2 separate regions of the Hordeum vulgare genome follow, and region 2 is linked to region 1. Evidence: chromatin contacts called from public Hi-C data. All regions are on one chromosome and are shown on one strand. The core of a region is the stretch at or near the end of the contact, and the rest is flanking DNA. Distances in the headings are between cores, read along the strand shown. Region 1 holds the start of LOC123425318 (protein ANTI-SILENCING 1-like). Region 2 overlaps LOC123425320 (oligouridylate-binding protein 1-like).

Evidence for each region. A called contact is a pair of places that touch in the nucleus more often than the background predicts.
Region 2: a Hi-C map of seedling shows a contact between it and region 1, with 2.5 times the contacts expected there. The contact joins the enhancer-like site here to the promoter of LOC123425318 in region 1. A contact is called at or near these places in 1 of 6 Hi-C or Micro-C datasets (seedling) and 1 of 1 datasets of contacts at active chromatin or transcription factors (embryo).

Annotation. Positions count from the first base shown.
Region 1 is chr2H:99,810,377-99,816,783 of MorexV3_pseudomolecules_assembly, forward strand. LOC123425318 (protein ANTI-SILENCING 1-like) reads right to left here and starts at 3,094. Exons shown (of 11, transcript XM_045109002.1): 1 at 2,857-3,094; 2 at 1,618-1,994; 3 at 1,061-1,229; 4 at 403-932. The coding sequence starts at 1,950.
Region 2 is chr2H:100,286,296-100,292,835 of MorexV3_pseudomolecules_assembly, forward strand. It overlaps LOC123425320 (oligouridylate-binding protein 1-like), which reads right to left. Exons shown (of 12, transcript XM_045109003.1): 9 at 4,828-4,947; 10 at 4,268-4,353; 11 at 3,894-4,067; 12 at 3,278-3,747. The coding sequence ends at 3,466. Among protein-coding and RNA genes, the nearest start is that of LOC123425320, 6.4 kb to the right of the region's middle. Within about 2 kb of position 3,031, at least 3 of the 3 cell types and tissues checked have open chromatin away from gene starts, as enhancers often do. A contact at or near this core is called in seedling, where this site is marked.

The DNA of each region.
Region 1 (6,407 bases), core at 1,844-4,343:
CTGCTTTATGGCATTGAATTGTTAATTTACAGTAGAGTAGGTCAGTGATGTGTCTTTGGCATATGGTATGGCATTAAATTTGTCAAAAAAATGTTCCAAACACACCAGACTAAAGTGGAGTTCATACTTCCCCGAAAAGGGATCAAAATATACCTTATCCTTTTAGTGCATTAAATTATGATACGTGGGAGTTGGATAGCAATCAACGAGTTTTTCGTTTCACTGAGCATGCATCTAGTTTCATGTCCATGGACAAACACATAGTAACTGCTCGGGATAAAGAATACAAAAGGCGACACCGACAATGTGTTTTTCATGTTTATAACATGTTCATCTTTTTGCATTATATTGACCATTCTGAAATATGTCACCGACAGTTATTTACTAATTCAGAAAACTTACAGCCTGCCTTGTTGGTAGTTCTGCTGAAGGAACAGGGCGAACTTTCACGTCAGGAACTGAGGCCATATTCTGCGTTGTAAGATCTTGAGATGGTTTCAACTTCTTTGAAGGCATATTCTTCGTTGTGAGATCTTGAGATAATTTCAACTTCTTTGAAGGCATCTTATCAGAGAAAACTTTCTGTGTACTCTGTGTACGTTTGAAAACTTTTTGTGTGGGTTTGAGAACATCCTCCTCAACTGCTAGGGGAAGAGGAACAGTAGCAACCTGAGCTTTATCCTCCTCTTTGACTGATGGGGGAAGAAAAATGGCCACTGACTGGGAAAGGGGAACTGCAGCAACAGGAATTTCATCCTCCATCTTAGCAGTTGATTGCAGAAAGGGTGCAACAGGAATTTCATCCTCCATCTTAGCCGCTGATTGCGGAAGGGGTGCAACCAGACCTGCACCCACCTTCTGATTCATGCCTTGCACATCCTGATCCGGGTAACATATAACTTGCTCAGCTTCAGGATTAAGCAGCACGTTGACTGCATCAGAAGGACAGTAGTTAAATATGTACGTGGACATTATATGTGTATGTGTGTGTAATGTACTGCTTAAACGAAATATTTATATGTGATGTAATGCATGAACGAAATCTACATCCAATGCTGACCTTCCAGCCCTACAATTTTCTCAGGTACTTGCTCAGAAAGTGTGCAGTTTCCAACATCAAAAAACCTATAGAAGATATAATCAGCGACCGTTTGTTCCTTTGGGGTAGGCTGGCGATTCCTTTCATCCTTTGAAATGCAAACAACTGTGCATTTACCAGCAATAGATTCCTAACATAAGCAATAAACAAATGGCTATTAGAACATTTTACTTGTAAGAATGGTCAGAAATGAACTGAATTAACAATGATGTGCCCAGCTAGCTTCAAAAAAATGTAATTGTTGGCCCCAACTAACTTGTTGCCCTTTTGTACTGACCAAGCTGGTTCTGCTCAGTTATGCAAATGAGCAACCAAGACGGATCCAGCTCAGTCAGGCTTTTGTTCTGTCTATTATTGCCAAATATACTTCCAAAAGTGGTAATCAAACTGTTGCGCCTTGCATATTGTTAGCACACCTTTTATACAAGAAGATTATAACTTCAAATTGCATTTCTGGTCTGTGGATCAATCCAATTAAAAGAAAATGCAAATATGTGAGTAAGGAAGGAACAAACTACCAGTGGGTTGATATCGGCAAGGCCAGTGCCATCACCAGAAGCAAGAAATATCTCATTCTCCACCACGGGGCCTTCTAAATAATTTCTGATCTCATCCGGGGTGAAAAACCAAAGAATCTTTACTTTCTTAGCTTCATTTTGCTGCCATATCTTTACTATCTTTCCAATGTATGGTTCAGGTTCTCCATTTTTAAAAAGATATACACAGTCATACAGTGAGTACTTCACATTGTCAAAGGTGAAGGAACCATAGAACTGTGTATCCATCTTGGCACCACCTTTTGCTCTCTTATTTCCCCATGAAAACTGGATATTCTCGTTACTTTCACCCATTCTGATAATGGCCACTTGCAGCTCAATTTGCCCTTACCATAGGCCTAGAAAGATAAAAAAGGGTATACCAGACATCAATAAATTATAAGCAGCATCAAAACATCTACAAATAATAGCATCACCACATATAACTCCTGAATTGTTCTTAGTCAATTCACTTTTTCTTGTAGGACAACAACAAAACAGTAAAGACATAACCCTTAAGACCTTAACCGTTTTAGTTCATCAGCTATAGCACAACGTCTATAATCGACTCGCAAGCAGTCCATCTATTGTCCACTCTAAGGAAGACTCTGTATTTGACAAGAAAGGTGCAGTGTCCATGCTTCATACATACATTATAAAAAAATATATCATCCTATTGCTGTGAGAACTTGAGAAAACGACATACAAATACCAAAAGAATCATTCCAAAAGCACAAAATGCACGCTACAGAGTTCTGAGCATAACAAATAGTGCAGCCAAAAGACGATTTAAACAACCCCCAAAATTCATGAACGATACTTGCAGCAAAATACCTAAACCAGAAGCTACAGGAAGAAAGCGCACCCCATACCGCCTCTAACACGATCGGTCCCCATCCAATACAGACCTAGGGTTACGGACACTGAAACAAACAAAGACAAACAGAGACAACGGGGGGCATAGCACGAGGGGCTGACGACGGGCAACTCAACTGGAGTCGAGGCGCCGCCCGGAGTTTCCCTGCCGCCGGAGACGGGGCCGCCGCCTAGGGCTGCTGAGGGCTAGCTAGCGAGGGGGACTGGGAGGGCTCCCCTGCTTCGGTCTGTGCTGGCTACAGATGGTCCAGGAACTAGGCGGTCGGACTTGGCCAGTTGAGGCCCATTGCTTCGGTCTGTGTGTATCAGGGAGTGGAGGAGGAGGAACAGGAGGAGGGCGGTTACCTTCTGCAGATGACGGGTAGATGGCCGGGGAGAAGCGGGGGAAGGGGGCGGTGAGGTCCTAGGGCACCGGCGGCGAGGTCCACGTCGACAGCAGTGTTGCAGGCGAGGAGGGCGCCCCGGCGGAGGACGCCGGAGAGGGTTAGCAGGGGAGGGGGAGGGGAGGCGAGGGCCAACTAGGGCTGCGCCATGGGGGTGAGGGGGAGAAGGCCACGCGGCTAAGGCCCATTTCAAGGGAAGCGCAGTGCTGACCATGAGCCTTACAATACAAAAACAAAAATGTTCTTAGTTTGAACAATTCGTAGGAACTACTCCATCCGTTCCTAAATATAAGATCTTTTAGAGATTCCACTATAGACTACATACAGAGCAAAATAAATGAATCTACACTCTAAAATATGTCTATATACATCCGTATATAGTCCATAGTGTAATCTCTAAAAGATCTTATATTTAGGAACGGAGGGAGTAGTTGATTGCCCGTGCGTTGCCACGGGGTAAAGAGGAAAATAAGGATAGCATCATTTCTGAAGAGATGAAGCACAAGTATATTTTAATTTTTAGCATTTTTAACATAACAATGCATTTACAGAAGATGAATGAGTAACGAAATCCAATAAGAAAGACTACAAACATGTGTCTGTGAGCCCTGTATGGAAGAAGTAGAGCATAAATAAATGAACTTTGGCTGTAGAAATACAACCCGGATTCATAATCATGATAATTTTCATGAAACAAACCATCATTCAAATGTTCTTTCATTTATCCGCCACTATTTATTTACTATTATACTTCCTTGACATCCAATCAAAGTTTTCTTCGTGTTGATGTATGAGGTGTCGTCAGGTGCTCGCACATTAATTTGTTTATCCTAAATTTGGCTGGAGGCTAGAGCTACCTACAGCGCATAGAAAGAAGAAGAAATCCACAAGACCCACAAGACCCCTTCAAGTTCTTCAACAACTATAACATGAAAGGGAGAATTTTTGGCAGCGGGTAAAATTAACACAATAGGATGACAAGTATCTTGGCCTCTAGAAAATTGTTTCAATTGTCTTGGCCTAAAAAAAAATTACCGGTACAAACATTTCTTTCTTTTTCAGCAGGGTGGTATGAATAGATTTTGCCACAATTATCTATTGTAAATAACTTGTTTTTGTGGTAAGAATAGATTTTGCCATAATTATCTATTGTAAATAACTTTTTTTTTGCAAACAGGGTGTTGTAACTCCTCGGAACCAACATTTTTTTGCTGGTACAAGCAAATCTTGCTTCCCATAATCAGTGGTGCTCGAAGGAATCGTATCGGAGAGAATGGACTCTTGCTTGGGTGGTGAAGGTGAAATTCCGTTTTTTTACAAGGAGATGAAGGTGAAATTCAACACTTCAGTAAAGGCCAAACTACACATCTATTGTGAACTTGAGTGATGCATTGTTCCAACATCTTTCTTGTAAAGAAATCGATCGAAAAATGGTTGACACTACGATACACGTACATAATCAACCTTGTATGCCACTGAAAAGTGTAAGCATAACCATTTGCACGCCACTGAAAAGTGTAAGCATAACCTTTTGCATGCCACTGAAAAGTGTAAGCATAACCTTTTGCATGCCCCTAAAGTGAGCATAACGTTTTTAGTTTTCGAATGAAAGATTTGAACGAAAAAATATCACAAGACACGCCAACCTACCCGTGTAGCTGGTGACGATATGTGTCATGGTTGAAAATTAAAAAAAGTTAACCAACTACTTTTAAACTAACTTAGATATACAAGAATGGGGCGGAAGTGACACAACATCTCCCCTTGCCGCAAAGGTGTGTCTCCCATCTAGAAAATGGTGTATCTACCTTCACTATAAAAATACCAACGTAAAAAACAGAGTATCTTCTTTTGCCTCATATTGGTTCATACACAAGAACATGAAATCGGAAAAACTCTCAACCTCTCTTGTCCCTAGTCCTTGGACTTGGATTATGTTAAATCTTGCAAACATTTTTTCTACACACAACAAGGCCACTTGAGGCAATGCACCTAGCAGTCAGATTATGATGTACTTCTTGTGTATCAAAATATAACACATTTTTTGGGTCTAGATTGACACTAAAGAGCATCTTATATTTTGATATGGAGGGAGTATATCATTAGATCAACATCTTCCTCTATAGCAACATGATGAAACCTGAAGTCAGCTACTGCCTTTTTTGAGCAAAACGTTAAAAAAAGAACTCGTCCCCATGCACGTCCCTGACGATATGCTCTGCAAGGGAGGCTCCGAGTTGTAGTCGAGCGCTGAGAAGATGGTCACGATGCAGAAACATGGGACCGAGAAGCCCCCGTCGTGGTTGGCGTTGGAATGTGTGAGCGTCTTGGCGAAGGAGGCCGGCTTTGGGCAGTCGTCCTCCGCCCTCCCTTCGGCGGTGACGTCGCCCACGTCGACCGCGGGGTCGCCGTGGCGGATCGGGACGAGGCAGATCTTGGCGAAGACCTCGTCGCTATGCGCGTCGGCCATGAAGCGCATGACAGAGATGCGGGAGGGAAGGAGCGTGAAGACGCGCGCAGCGGACAGGTCGACGGGAAGTAGTAGACGGCGGCGCCGACGGGCGATACGGTGCACATGCTCCCGGCACAGGCCAGCCAGAGTTGCACGTCGACGACCGGGGCTTCTCCTCACCGCCCGTCGGGCACGACAGCTCGGTCCTTGGTGAAGGTGAGCATCCCCCTTCTCCCCTCGCAACCCCGAAAGAGGGTATGCGTTTGTCGTCGACGCGGGGGCTGCTGGTGGTGCTGTCACGACGGTGATGGAGGATTTTCTCGGGAGGGATGGGGGTGGGAGGAGTGATCGGGTAGTTTGGGGAGAGTTGGGGGCGTGGGGTGCGTGGTCATGTTTTTTTTCTGGACGTAGTTTCTCTTTCTTTTTTTATCAGGAAAGTGGGGATAAGGAGGAAGAGGAACGTTGGTTGAACCATCACGACGACGGCAGATCCTCCTTTAATAGTAGAGATTCTATAGGATATGATTCTTATAGGAATTTCTCTTTTAAAGCCATTTGGTTCATATAAATGATTCTTATTCTACATAGGATTGGTTCATATCCTTCACATTTCAAAGAAAAACAAACGTTAGCCTAGACTCAATGAAAAAAATAGAATATATTACAATATATTATAAATAGCGTGTGTGGAATAAAGATGGTATGGTGTGCGAAATCATCTTAGGTAATTGATAACAAGATCGATAATCATTCTTGCAATTTTATATGAGGGAGAGGCATGAGCTAACATACTTTCTGTACTTGAATCATATGATCTTATGATTGGATCTCTAGCCAGCATCCGTAATTACTAAAAATCATTAAGGTAAACTTAACCATAACATTAAACATTAAGTCTCCTTTACTCCCCATACATAAACAACCCCTAACTCGGGTGTAAGCCTCTGTCATCTAGTCACCCATTATAAGCGAATCACGAACATATTGCTACACCCTTCAGCGCGAATCCTTCACGTGTGGGCCTCACGGAAGGCACCTTAGGACAAACACCAAAATAAAAG
Region 2 (6,540 bases), core at 1,781-4,280, 480 kb after region 1:
CATAATTGAATGAAACAATTGTACATCACAGGAAAATTATTCAGGCAATTAACTGCAATATGCATACCTTATTCACTAATTGGTTTGCCCTATTTAACTGGACAGCTGAGTTATTGGCCTTACGAGGAGCAATATTGATCACAAGGTCATCATCCAATTCTTCTTCAGAAGGATCATCTGTTTCTTCCATTTGAAGATCATCCAAATCTTCTTCAGGACTTTTTGTTGTTTCTTCCATTCGCTAATCATTGTCGGAATCACAGGGTTCTGTCTCGGTATCACAGAGTTCTGCCTCAGCATCAGAGGGGTCTGTCTCAACATCTCCTTTCTGCACTTTTGCTCAGTGTCTACTCATCACAGAATTCATGACGTTGCGTTCCTTCTCAAATGCAACACGATTAAGAACAGCAGCATATTCTTCATTAGCCTTCTCAAATGCAACACGATTAAGAACGCCGAGGGTGGATCCCTTCATCCGCTCGCCCTTCACGCGCGGGTCCATGGGGCCGACGAGGAAGTCGTGCGCCGACCTGAGCCACATGTCCATGCCTGACGCGCCGACATCTCCTTTGTCAGTGGCGGCCGCCGGTCCACCGCGGATTCGTCGGACATCTCCTTCATCAGCAGCAACGGCGGCGGCGGCCGCCGGAGCATCGACTACTACCAGCAGTCTGTGCCCCGTATGTCCAACGGCTCGTCCCTGGACAGCTATGACCACAACTCTTGATCTCAGATATTTGCAAGGCCTCTGTTGCGATGCCGGCAACAGAGAACATATGAGCGGCGTTGGCATGGATCTCCCGTCGTGGCATGGGGACACCGTACGTGGCCCCGGCCCACGAGCATCAACGACAACATCTCCTGCATCATGGACTACATCCTACTGCTGCTCCTCTCGCCGACCCTCCCTTCTCTTCACTCCATCTACGGAGCACGGAGCGCCGCCGGCCTCCACTATGCGCCGCCGCGTTGGATGACCTCGTGACCCGCCGCGACTCCCCTCCTGCTCCTCCTCTCACGGCCCGTGCCCTTCCTGTGCTCGCCGTTGTTGTCCTGCTCCTGATTGGATCGGGAGCCCCACCGCTGGATCTGCAGCCCTTGAGGGTCCTCTCCGCCTCCGCGCGCCGTCGCCGGCCCGTCTTCGGCCCGTCGCCTCCGCGCGCCGTCGTCGGGCAGTCGCCGGCCCATCGCCTCCTCGCCCGTCGCCGGCGAGAAGGCGCCTCCTCAGGACGGGAATGGATAAGTCGGGGAGGGGGTTATGTAAAACAATGAAACGTTTTTTTAACTTAAAAACGTACTGCGGGTTGAATACCGAAAACGCGAGGGGTGTTTCTGCAAATTTGTCTGCGACGTACGGCAAAAGAAGTAGCTGCTTTATCTCTCCCTAATAATAAATCAAATTCGGTTTCTGGTCGTCCGTCTTAAAAATTACTCCTAAAGTTTGCATAAATTATCCACCATGCCACCGGTAAGTAATAGGAAACGTTTCACAAAACGAAAAATCTTGGACTGGGCCGGCCCATGTAAAAACCTCCTATATTACGCTCTGCACGCTGGGAGAATATCCAACACACCGTATGGGCCGGCCCATGCACAGGCGCCCGCTTTTAGTTCCGTTTATTTATTTATTTTCAGTTCCGTTTTATTTTTTATTTTAAATAATGTAGAACTTTAAATAATCTTTAAAATTTTAATAAACTGAAAATTATAAATCAACATATTTAAAAAATTAAAATGCTTGTGACTTCAAAAACTGCTCGGAGTTTTGTAAAAAATGCTCGCACATACAATAAAATGTTTGCAATTTTATAAAAATGTTTGTACAATAAGAATAGTCCATGATCTCAAATACAATTCCATGTATTAAAAACTATTAAATGCATTTAACAAAATGCTTTCTAATGCAAAATATGTCCTAAAATTTTAAAAATAGCTAATGTCTGTTTTGATAGTCTCTTTTTTTTATTTAAAATTTTCGGTTTCATTTTTGTTTATTTATAATTTAAATAATTTAGAATTACAAAAACTTTTGCATATTAAAAAATAGGAATTAGGATTAAAATGTTGACGAATTTTTATTTTGAATTAAAAATAGGATTCAAAAAAAGTGCCGGATTTTTATATTTTTTTGAAAATTCCAAAACAATGTCCATGAATTTAATAAATATATTACTGATTTATAAAAATGTTTATTTATTCAGAAAAACTTCATGCATTTCAAAAAATGTTTGTGAATTTAAAATAAAATCCTCCAACATCAAAAATTATGTTCGTCTTTTCTTGAATTGGTGGCCAATTGAAAAGAAAATATTTAAACCCGTTCGAAATATAAAAAATATTCACGATTTTTAGTAAATGTTTGTAAATTGTAAAAAATGTTCTCGATTTTAAAATCGTTTCCATATTTGTAAAATTGTTCACGAAAGATCTAATGTATGTAGTTAAACATTAATGCTTCTAAGTCTTTGTGACAATATACCTGTGTGAATTTTAAATAATTAACTGTTGGATGGATCGGATTATTATTGAATGTTTCCTAAAAAAATTCTTGAAATTCAGAATAAATCTTTGAGTTACCAAGATTTTTGACAACCATGATATATATTTTTTGAAAATGTAAAGATTGCTTTAACTTCTGAATAAATTTAAAAAAAAACATTTTCTTGCGTTTGTGCACAAAATTTCTAAATCAAGCGATGATATGTGAACATAATATGGTCACCATCATTAAAGATTATGCTTTTTTTCTTTCATGACAACGCACAGGTCATTTTGCTAATTATTATTAGGAAGAGATTTGATGCTATCTTTTGAATTAATAAAGTGTCTTTATCAAAAAATCCCCGATAAGGACCTCCCTGCCGCTGCCACGCCGGCTTTGCCCGAACACGCGTCCTGGCGGCGGCAAGGGGTAGTAGATGTGCGGCGGATAGGGTTTTGCTCGTGTTCCTGGCCCTCTCGGTACACATACCGTGGGCTACACTGGTTCAGAGTAAAAGTGAGAGCGGCGACCAAATTCCTAGACTGGGTACCTCCAGCTCCCCTCAAATCGGTGGGGTTAGGGAGCCGGAGGGCCTCCCAACAGGTCCTAAATATAAGTCTTTTAAAAAAATTCATTAAATGACTACGTATGAAACAAAATAAATGGATCTACACTTTAAAATATGACTATATACATATGTATAATCTTTTAGAAAGGCTTATATTTAGGAACGGAGGGAGTACATTATTATCAATAAATACTAAGGGAGATGATCTATATACACACACGAGAAAATAACATAAAAGTCGATATTAACCGGTCAACTTGCATCACTAAACAGACACAGATTCGGTGTACGACCAACACAGCCAGACGACAACACCGATATAGTGTTACACTGCATATAGACACCATGAAGATAGGAAGAGAAAAACATAAAATCCGGGTCAAATTACAAAGGTGAGCTCACTCCAAGTCTAGAATTAATAGTACATGAGCTGCTGCTGCTGCTGCTGCTGCTGTGAGGCACCAACGTTCTGGAAAGTACCATCGTACATCGCCTGACTCGCACCTACACCCATCCCCATGGCTGCTTGCCTGAGATGCTGAGCCTGCATCAATGCCTGGGTCGAAGCCATCTTGCTCATCGCAATAGCACGTTGATACGCTACGAGATTGGCGGCTGCAGGGTGGCTAGGAGCAGCAGGAGGGGGCAGAGGAGCAGAGGTGGTACCAGGGGGTGTAGGCTTGTTGCCCCAAGAACACTGCAAAACAAGAGAAAAGACGGACGTGCAGCTCCAATCAGGACATCAGTCATAAAATACTAGCGACGTAAAGCAGTGGGAAAAGAAAAAGGATGGTTAAGATGACACGTCCGCAAAATTGTTAAGCAGGGAAAGGTGCTGCTAACCTTGACTGGTTTACCACCCAAAATACGACCATTACCCGTCTGAATTGCAAGGGCAGTTTCAGCATGGTTGCTGTACTTGACAAAACCAAAACCTTTGCCATGCTGAACACGCACCTCCTCGATGGCTCCAGCACCAAGTGCATGGAAAAAACGATGAAGCACGTCTTGAGTAACCTGGTATTAAGAACATCACGAAATCATTAAGGCGGCAATTGCGACAAATGTGATAATTCATGACACATTTTGAAATAAGCTCATTATACCACATGCAAAGTGATTCGTGTAACAGCAGAGTTTATAGTCTATATTAGCCATGCAAGTGAGTGGTAAAGCATAAGAGATGCATCCAAAGAAGCATGCTTCAAGAGAATTACCTCGTGAGCAAGGTTCCCAACATAAACAGTTCTGTACAATGGATTATTTTCAGGAGCATCTTCGTTTGATTTCTGCTTTGCATTTTCTGGACAAGACAAATAGTAGACAGCACAAATCTCAGGATAAGGATAATAATATAGACTTTGTATAACATATGAAGAACTGCAATACTTAAGTTCCTAGCAGTCAAAGCCCAAGAACATCATGTGAACATAAAGCATCGCAACAAAAATAGATATCACAGAAACCAAATAAATACAATCAAGCAGTCTAGAATCACATAGCCATAGAAATATTCTGATCAAACCAGCTAATTACTGCTAAATTTAGAAAAGTGCAGCTTTAAGCGGGTATGCTTTACTAATCAAACTTCAGCATCAACACGAACAAATAAAACCTTTATGAAAAGTATTGTTAATGAAAAGATTATTTGGCAATGATAATAGCACATATCGAAGAACTAATATTCTACATAACCCATCTTTTGAAACCAACATCTTAGCAAATTTAAGGAAGTAATAATCCAAATGGTATAAAATACAACAGGTCCATAGTATACCTGTGAAATTGTTATTTACATCAACTATACTTTTCGAATCTGATGCTAGCTGGTCCTCGCCACTGTTGGCGCCTTTTGTTGCCCAGTTGCAACGAATCTGCCGATTTCCAAGCCACTGACCTAGAAAGGTTATTTTTGTAAAAAAATTCATCACCAGCATTTTAAAACTAAGAAGCTAGCACACAAAATGTCATTTACATAATTGTTTCAATCGTGGAAAATATCAAATGCATAGGCCTACAGGCAGAACAAATCGAAACCCTCACTGTGCTAGAAGTATAATTGTGTTCAAGTTAGAGATAAGGAGATAGAGATGGAATTAGTTTAAACATGTAATGTGTTGTCTTGTCTTGTACTTAAAGTCTCTCTCCCTCACATGTACGCGCATGGCACCGTCCGGCCATGTACGCGCGTGTGCACTGATCTTGCCGGTTCCAGCATCGACACAGGCCTGCTTCGATCTGAACGAGCAGCACGCGCATGACGGGGCGACATCAACCAAACACACCGGACTGGCCACCCGCGGGCGCTTCATGGCCCCCGGCCGCTCTAGTATATCTCCAGCCGGGCTCTCTGTATGCCTCCAGCTGCGGGTGCAAGCAGCGGCTCTGCCTCCGTGCTATTCCAGGCGTGCGTACACAGAGAAATACCCGATCCGATCTATGTACACACGCTGGTCCATTCAACATCATTCTCTTCGCTGCAACTCCAGCGTCACATGACGCGGTCCAGTGAACGCATGCAAGCTGTACACAGGGCTACGCTGCATGCACAGGACCGCATGTATGGATTCTTTTCTACATCAACACATGATCTTCACCGAACCAAGCATCGTCCATCTACACCGACCCGCGTGGAGTCAGCGATCGACTCCTTCATCAAGCCGAACATCAAGATCAGGTTGTACAATTACACCAGACTACTAGCCAATATATCTCGAGAAGCGATTTCGATATGCATCATCCACATGCCATGCCGGTGTGGAAAAAGATGCAATTCTTCATCGACTTCTTCGGCACGACACGGCATCGACACTTCATCGCCATGGGGACGCCTTCAAGCGACACATCATTGTCGACACGCCGCTGCAACACCATCGCCGACACTTCATCGCCAAGGTCATCTTCAATGTGGTCTTCATCAACATCATCGTCAACAAACCACCGCCGCCTCTACAACCTCGTCCATAAGGATGGACACGCGTCCTCCAACAGTACTACTGCAAGACGCGCACGACACCAACGACGACATTGACTGCGTCCGGCTGCTAAGACTGCATCGACACACCAGCATGACATTTCTGAAAGCCACTGCAAACGCGCACACGGTCCTAGCAAAACCGTTGTGTGCACAGTGGGCTTTCTCCAGTCTTGGCAAAACTGGTGGTCTCACCTACAACCGTGTCCTCTGACATTCACAAGGCGCCCCCGACGGTACCTCTCCAGGTGCAAAGCGTTAGCTATACAATTGCAGCTCCGTCATACACATAGCACATTTTTTTTGCACCTCTGCCTTTGTGCGGCTTCATCATCCACGATGACTACACCATCGGCCACGGCTACATCACCATGACCGGCTACCTCGACATCGACATACATCGGCAAGAACTCCAGTCAACAACGCCCGCGTCGTCAATTGCGTCCACGCCACTCCCGCTGTGACTGGAGGGAACAGAGAAGAGACATGAAGGACACTAGAAGGGGACGCAATCAC